Regions from separate parts of the Columba livia genome. Here regions 1 and 2 are each linked to region 3. Evidence: chromatin contacts called from public Hi-C data. All regions are on one chromosome and are shown on one strand. The core of a region is the stretch at or near the end of the contact, and the rest is flanking DNA. Distances in the headings are between cores, read along the strand shown.

Region 1 (2,728 bases), core at 98-2,597, 110 kb after region 3:
ACATATCAGATGACATCAGATTTAGTTGAACTACTACTACTACTACTACTTTTTAAAAGTATTGAAATTTGTTATACTCTTTAAAATAAAACCATTCTGTGATTCTGTGATATTTTCTCTGATTCTGTGATTTGCCACATGTACTAATACAGCACGGCCCACTTCAGCTGCTTTTTGAGGAGACCTACTATTATTCTCATAGTCATCTTCAAAATTGTGGTCACTGTTTTGGCTCAGTTTTTGCCAGTTATTTGTCCCTGTGCACAGCAGGATTCCTGACCTCTTGGTCATTCATACCTGATCCAGCTTCAGGAAGCTCTGCAGGTTGTCTAGACAAGCGTTCCTAGGCAGCTGACACGTATTTGGCTAGAGAGTTTAAGGCTAGAACAAATCAGCAGATTAACATCACAAAATATTGCTCCTGTCTTCCAGAGAGACACACTAGGTGTGCCTAGTTCAGGTGTTGACATCTACATTGTTACTCTGTGATCTGTTTTAGTGGGTGGAGATGAGGCCAACACAAACAACTGAGACCAGAGTTTGGTTCTTATAACCCTAAAAGAGTCCATTTCTCTCCACTGGACTGTAAAGGGAACTGTTGTTGCTTAGTTTAAGTGCAGACATCTACACAGCAGATGTGTGAAGTTAGGTTTGATAATTCCTAACCTAAGTGACATCCAGGAAAAAAAAAAACAAAACACTTTTATTGCTAATAATAACTGCAAGTATTTAAATATGTGCCTTATTTACAATTTGAATTAATCTAGCGTAATCTTCCAAGCCCTGATTCTTGATAAACTCCTGATGAGTAGATTAAGGAGCCTCATCAACTTACATACAATGGTCAAGCCAACTCTTGATCTTCTCTTTGTTAAATGAGACAGATTGACTTAGAAACAGCTCATCTTAAGTAATTTCCTCTAGTCCTCAAGTTACATCTTACACTTTTTGGTACTCTGCCACTCAGTTTTTTCAAGCCAGAGGTGTGGACTGTGATCTGCGCTCACCAAACTGTACTGAGAGACTCCTGTCACTGGCTGGCAGCTCAGCTACATCTTTACAGATGGTCCTCACAAAAACTGTTGCAGAAACCTTCCAAAAGTTGCAGAGCTGCTGTTAGCAATTTGCTGTCTAGGAGGGAAAAAGAATTAAATATACAAAAGAGATAAAATTGTGATTAAATATACAAATGACCTCCTTAATCTAGAACTCCAGATATACACTGTCATAGTGTTATCTCTAGTGACTGGAGATGTGGCCATTGTGCTCAGGACACAAACATATCCCAGAGGAACTACTGCTTCCATACTCTGTTCTCTTGTTTGACCAGAGAGCCTCATGCTTTTCTTTTCTCCTGCCTGTGTCACTTTGTCCTAATGTCCAGCCCTGTCCTTATCCTCTCAGTACTTTGGGTCAGATGCCTTTTTCATCCTAATGTGAAATCCATGTCTGTGGTCCTGCAACAAGGAGAATGTCATGATAAAGAGTGAAGTGTGTAATGAGCATTGCTGTATTTTTTTTTCTTTAACAGCAATATAAAAACATAGGGTTAGAAAATATGTTATTAGGTATACTGAGTTAACTACTGCTATTTTTAAATCCCAATGGAGGATTGTTTTCTAAAAGATATTATACAAATATCATATTTACCAAACAGCCAGGTCATGGACATGCACCATGACTTCTTTGTGGATTTTATTATGAAATTTGTTCTTTGTATCACATTTATGCCACATTTCCCTCTTAAGTTTTTCAGTATTCGGCCTGTAAAAATTTTACTGCCTTGAGCCTGTTGGCTCACACGCCCTGTAACTCCAGCCTGGCAGTAATGAGTAAGCCATGGTCAAAACTGATTACTTCATAACCACTGACAGTCAGCAGATGTGAGCAATTCACTGACCTCCGTGAGGGTATAAGGTTATGGCTGGCTTGAATATTCTTCCTTTTTTTCCCCCTCCAAAAAACAAAGGTTGGTTGTACAATCTTCTGATATATTCAGTGATGGCTATCACAGAAATTGAATATTCCATCTCTCCTTTATGCAAGCACATACACATTTATTGTACTCCTTTCTCTCTTTCTTTTTTCCTACTGCCTCACTTCTTCCCAGCCCTATGTTTATTCCTGCTGTTTTATAATGTACCTTTTCCAACTCTCCTGTGTCTCCTTAGGGATGGGGAAAAATGAGAACCTCCTCACACATTATGCATGTGACTCCATAAATATTATACAATGACATGATTTTTTTTTTCTGCTCTGTATTTTTCTTCCACCGAAAGCCAAGTTATATCAGTTCAGGCTTAGCAATGTTCAGATTAGCAGTTCAGATCAGTTCAGGCTTAGCAATGGGGACAAAAAAGCAGGAGATAATTAAATGTCCGATCAAAGGTGCAAATTAGTTTATGTGAAAAGAATGATAGATTAGGATGTTTCAGAGGAGAAAAAAAAAGAGATTACTAAGGAGTATGGTTGGAAGTCCATCATACCACACATACAAAATCTGTAAAAGACCAGACTTCGGCCAACACAGGAACTAGAGGGCATTATACCAAATTAGTTGTTTGAACTCACCACAAGGACAGCAAATCGTTGCACAACATCTGTGACAGCAGGGCACCTCTCGGACCACTGCGATTTGCTGTGATGGCCAGAATTTACATTGGTTCAAAAAGCAACTGGACAATTTTATAGAAAAAAACCTAAGCAGATGCCTCCACAGGTCACAGTA
Region 2 (2,700 bases), core at 40-2,539, 72 kb before region 3:
ATAAATGTTTCAGATGCAACTGTACTGTGCTTTCTGTGCTTAAAAATGATCTTTGCCTTACATTATGGATGCTTTGCTTTAATGTCTTTGAACTTAAAATTGCAGAAATTTAATTGAATTTGCCTCGTGTTTCAAAAGCGGATTAGCCTTTGAATTTTTAGTTCAGATTTTCTCTCCTTAAACCACAGTATATGAGAACATACTTACATGTTTTATTGAAAGCTTCTGTATTTCTTCTCTGCTTCTCAAAGGGTATGTTGAACAGTTGTAACTATGAGTTAACCTATCTCTCAGTACCTGGTATAGAGTTCATCTTTCAGAATTATTTTTTTATTCCTTTAGGTTTTCTTTTACATACTTTTAAATGTTTGTTTGGTAAAATGCCTTTAGTCAGGACAACTTTTATAGGCATATAAATAGGCATAACTTTTTATAAATGTAATTTTTCCTATTAACCATGAGTATCATTAGATAAACCAGACTGGCTTTTTGGAGACTGCAGCCCTTCTTCAGGTGTGAAAATGAAAGCTGCTGCTGCCGCTCTCCAGTCAGATCACATCCGAGACAGTTGCTCAAAATGTAGGCAAAATAAACCATCCTGCGAAGAAAAGAGTCGGTGCTTTTGAAAAGAGAGAAAAAGCTAATCAGGGTGGGAGGAAAAGTGACAGGGACACAGATTTTTGTGGGCGGGAGAAGTTGGTGGGGGATGGGGATTTAGAATTACTGTAAAACAAAGACCTTTCTTGAGGCCACTATTTTTAAAGTCCGTCAGAGAAAATAACAGATACTACTTAGAAATTACTTGCAAACCTGTAGTGAACTCTAGACAGTCATTTTGCGTTCATATTCTCTTTTCAAAGCTTAATTGCTTCTAGTTTCAGGCTTAAAGGACTTAAGTGAAATAAAGCTTAATATTTGTGTCTGCTCTAGCTGATCTAAGATCTGTTACTTTTGCTTATAGGCTTTGTCCTGCCTGAGTTCTTAGACCTTTACAGCTACACCAAACCACCACTACAGTTATTTTTAAAAGTCACTTGTTACTTGTCCATAGTCTGACAGACAGACATTTGTTTTATTCTGGTAGCTGTCGAAGAGCACGTGTGTGAATGTTAAGAGGTCATCCTTTCACCCTTCACTTCTTCTTGACCATCATTTTACATTTAACACAATCTACAACTTGAGTTCTCCAGCAGGTCAGGCCTTGTTTTTCAGTGAGATAAGTAGACATAATTGTTATTATCCCAAAGATAGGTCCATTGTATTGTTACCAGGCCCAAAGCAAAACATGAACTTAGACTGGCAAGCTGAGCTTATTTAAAGTGCCAGCCCAATTTAACTTTCTTGCATTCACACTAAATGCAGCACTTGTATTTGTGTGTTGTTTCCAAGCCAATTATTCGCATACATTTAAAAAGCAATCAGATCTGGTCTGTTAGGTCAAGATAATATGAACATAAGTGCACATTCTTACAAATAATCTGCCCTAAAATATAAAGTAGAAAAACAAATGTAGTGTGAAATGCTATGTAAAATGCAGGCATGGCATAATTAGCAAAGGACAGTAGAAATGTTGTTTGTTAGGACTTGAATAGTAACAGTCAATTAATTTCTCACAACAGGAAACAGCAAAACATTTAACAAAGAAACATCATCTGTTTCTACAGCATAAAGACTGCACAAAGAATCACAAAACTGAGGCAATTAATAGATCATAAGTCATGAATTAAAAAAACAGTAGGGACTGACTTCATATTTCTTGCAAACAAATCTGTCTCTGTCCATTTTAATCATAGTTAGATTTTAGGTTTTTTGAATAGTGTATGAATGATGCTATTTTATATAAAACAAGCACATACCCAAAAGCATGGCTAATTCTGCATGTTGTGGTAAATAACATGTATAATGTAATTGTAAGCTTGATAACCTTGGCATAGCCATGATTATTCAAACTGTAAAAAAACGCAGATTATTAGTTCAAAGTTAGCTAGTAAGGATGTGATTAATGTTTCTTCCCTTCCTTTTCCTCAGCACCAGAATAATGGAAGTGATCTAAGTTGGATAAACAGAGAAGTAAAGCAGCATTGTGTGAGATGCAGAAAGCAAGCAGTTATAAAGTAATCAAGACCTCAAGCTCTTGCAATAAAGTCAAATCTTATGATAAAATATTTATCACTTAAATACCTTGAACTGCCCCCAGAAAGCTTCGATGACCATGTAAACTCACTATGCTCCAATTTAGATACCTTCACTGCATTCCTGGTAAGGAACCATGCGGATACCTGTGACAAACTTACTTTCAGTATATAGGCAGTAGAATCTTTCTCCTTCTATAGGAAGTTTTATCCTGGATTGCTAAAGTTAATTACTTTTCATAGGACCAGGATTAAACCCCATGAGAGGATACAAGAGTATTTTAAGGGTAACACAATTAAGGGAAGAAATAACATTATCTGGAAATGTTCTATTATCTGGAATTTCTGGCTTAGTTCTCCACAGCTTTGCCAAACATCACATGTCAGGGCTGTTGGGAAAGGTACAACTTTCCATGTAGCTCCCCAGAGCATGGGGGAATCTGCTTAGCAATTCTTTTGAACTGGGGTTATACTGAGAAAGGCTGATGCCAAGTAGATATTTAGTAGATTTTTTAATAGATGTGCTAAGCTGGCTAGTGATACCATGGGTTTTGATGGTGCTGCTTTT
Region 3 (2,700 bases), core at 61-2,560:
CATTAAGAGACAATGCTCATTTAAAAAGTAAATTGCTATATAAATCAAAGTACTATACAGCACATTTGTGCTTTCCTAATATCCTAACTAAGGTAACTGCTCACAGGAAATGGTGCCTTTCCTTTCCTTAATTATATTTGGTATGACTAGTAATAAATATAACAATATATTCAAATTGTGTCTGGTATTTGCTTACTGTTTTATCTTTTCCATTCAAGGTACTGTTGCTGTAGACACCATAGAATACCTAAGCTACTCTGAAAACATAATGTGTTTCTTCACAAATGGTTTTATGATGTAGCATGAGGCTGTTTTATAAATATGAAGAATTATTTTTATGATGTCCTTGCAAAATGAAGTGTTGCATTATTTAGTGATTATTATTGATATTTTACAGATAAGATACCAGCAAGAGAAAGTAAAAAACACTAGAAGGGTCCATTACTTTTTGACACCTCAGGTTATCAGAATACTTACCATTTTACATGGTATCATTAATTTAATGCACCATATGAATCAGCTTCACTTTGGTATTCAGTATCCCCAGAAATAAAGTGTCCTCATATTGATTGCCAAGAAATGGAATAAAGGGAAAACAAGCCTGCAAAAGCCCTCAGCTACCCCTGTGAAAGCACTTGGGCTTAGTCCCAGCTGTACCAAGCAGATTTTTTTTTTCCCAGATGATGAACTGCGGAATGGAATGGAGACAGTGACTGAGCCAAGTGACTAAACTCAAAACAGTAACATAGGGCAGGGCTGCAGGCTGGAGAAAACTCAGCTTCTCATGGGGTACGGTCTGACACGGCTGACGCTGGCTAAAGAAAAGCATTGAATGGAAATACCTGTATCAATGGACAGAAAGAAAAACTTCAGACAGAATGAGAAGCCTGGAAAGAAGAAGGGTTGGTGGGTTTAGCTGTGAGTTGAATGTTTGCCTTTATGTTAAAACAAATGCCTAAGGAATACATAATTCAAAAGTCCCAAGTGGTTGGCCTATTTTCCTGAAGAAGAGAAGAGGATGTAGCAGCAGGTCTGATTCCAGATGAGATAAGATTTTGTTGTAACAAAAGTAATGGTTAATGCGCAGGTTCTGGTTTAAGTGAGTTATTCAGTATCACAAAAAAAGCTTCTGGCCGACAGGAAAAAAGGACAATTATCTGAAGTGGTATCCAATTTTCTTAAGGGAAAATCTTACAGTTCTTATTCTGTAGTTTCCTGGCTTGATCATTACACAGAACTTGTTCATAGCGACAATCCTGTATGCTGAATGAAATACAGTAACAAGTAGCATTTGACTAAAAAGACAGCACTGTAATACTTTTTTTTTTCTGAAATTTGATGCTGAACTTAATTCTGAAATTTTCCCATTTGTGTGTATCCGGAAATACTAATTTGGCCTAGTACGAATAGTGTTTGACTCCATAGGTCTAACATTCCTTTACATAATGACTTTTCCTCACCTCCAGGAGAACAAAGACATGAGGAAAGGAGATCTAACACTTGACCACGTTTGGCCCTAAATTGGATGATCGGCAATGTGAAGGTAAGTCCTCAGTAGTGGGTTTCCTTTTGTTGGAAGTGGGTTTCCTTTTGTTGGAAGACAACTTGGGCATGTAGAGACTTGCAAGTCACCATGAGTTGAAAGTGCTGTGAGTGGCACTGAATGCTGCCTGCCTGCTTTTACCTGCCCCATTTTGGCTCCTGCTCTCCTTTATTCTCTGTGCCTGAATCCTGGCCCTCCTACCCCCTTCCCAAACACTTTCATTATCATTATTTTAGCAATATCTTGTTTCATTTCTCACTCCTCTGCATTTCACCCAGACTTCTCAACTTCAACCTCTTCCCTGGTGTCAACAAAACCAGCAGTGGGGATAATGACTTGGTATCAGCAGCCCTGCAGAATGCAAAGGCGCCACTACAAGGTAAGTCCCAAGAAGCCTGTGGACAGAGAGTGATCTGAGGAGATCATATCTGTGCTGCTGAACATTTGGGAGCCGTGAGAAGATGGAGTGTGATTGATGAATGCAGTGTCCAGCTGTCAAAAAGAACTTGTAGTAAAAATAATTCCATATATTTTCCCATGACTTGCTTGTTCTAGCTAGAACTTTTTTAAAGGCAAAACAAGCCAAATGCTAAACAAACAAGCCTTGAGAAAGAAATTTTCTAGGAAAATTTTCCACTCCTGCTTCAGCACAGCTACCCAGTAGCAGAAAGTAGCATTTCACAAGGGGCCCCTAACTACAGGTGGCCTCCCATTCCTGCCTAGGGATGCTGCAAGTGCCCAGCCACAAGCATATTTTAGACCCAGTTTTATAATTTGAGACCTGCACCTTAGATTGCTTGGGGTTGTTCTAGTCTTCAGCAGCAGCTAATGCTTTCTGGTCATCTGATTCAGAATATTACTGGGATATAAGTACTTCATTTTGTTATTTCTCTCTTCCCAAATGTAATATTCCCAATTGTATGTTCTCTACAAATAAGTGAAATACAGGAAGTGGGTCCAAAGATATGTGAAGATAAATGCACGCTTTCTCATTACTATTTTGTGATAGGTCCTGTGTGAAAACCTCAGACACAGTCACAAATTTTCTAAGTGGAATGATCAAAGGGCGGCAAAGAAAACAGACAGAGGGAGACAAGAGAGAAATAAAAATAATGAAACAAGCAGGTAGCTGTACTGCAAGCAGAGTATTGATGGCC

What was found. A called contact is a pair of places that touch in the nucleus more often than the background predicts.
Region 1: a contact with region 3 is called in a Hi-C map of liver, with 2.1 times the contacts expected there. The contact joins the enhancer-like site here to the promoter of GLCCI1 in region 3.
Region 2: a contact with region 3 is called in a Hi-C map of liver, with 2.1 times the contacts expected there. The contact joins the enhancer-like site here to the promoter of GLCCI1 in region 3. A contact is called at or near these places in 2 of 2 Hi-C or Micro-C datasets (crop and liver).

Annotation. Positions count from the first base shown.
Region 1 is chr2:28,158,909-28,161,636 of bColLiv1.pat.W.v2, forward strand. The region is part of intron 6 of ICA1 (islet cell autoantigen 1); the gene reads right to left. Among named protein-coding and RNA genes, the nearest start is that of ICA1, 39 kb to the right of the region's middle. Within about 2 kb of position 1,348, at least 1 of the 3 cell types and tissues checked has an H3K27ac peak away from gene starts, as active enhancers do.
Region 2 is chr2:27,978,527-27,981,226 of bColLiv1.pat.W.v2, forward strand. The region is part of intron 2 of UMAD1 (UBAP1-MVB12-associated (UMA) domain containing 1); the gene reads left to right. LOC110355749 (a long non-coding RNA gene) reads left to right here. Exons shown (of 2, transcript XR_010470039.1): 1 at 1-1,193; 2 at 2,029-2,700. Among named protein-coding and RNA genes, the nearest start is that of UMAD1, 35 kb to the left of the region's middle. Within about 2 kb of position 1,290, at least 1 of the 3 cell types and tissues checked has an H3K27ac peak away from gene starts, as active enhancers do.
Region 3 is chr2:28,050,399-28,053,098 of bColLiv1.pat.W.v2, forward strand. GLCCI1 (glucocorticoid induced 1) reads left to right here and starts at 1,311. Exons shown (of 10, transcript XM_021281716.2): 1 at 1,311-1,543; 2 at 1,822-1,922; 3 at 2,553-2,700. The coding sequence starts at 2,599.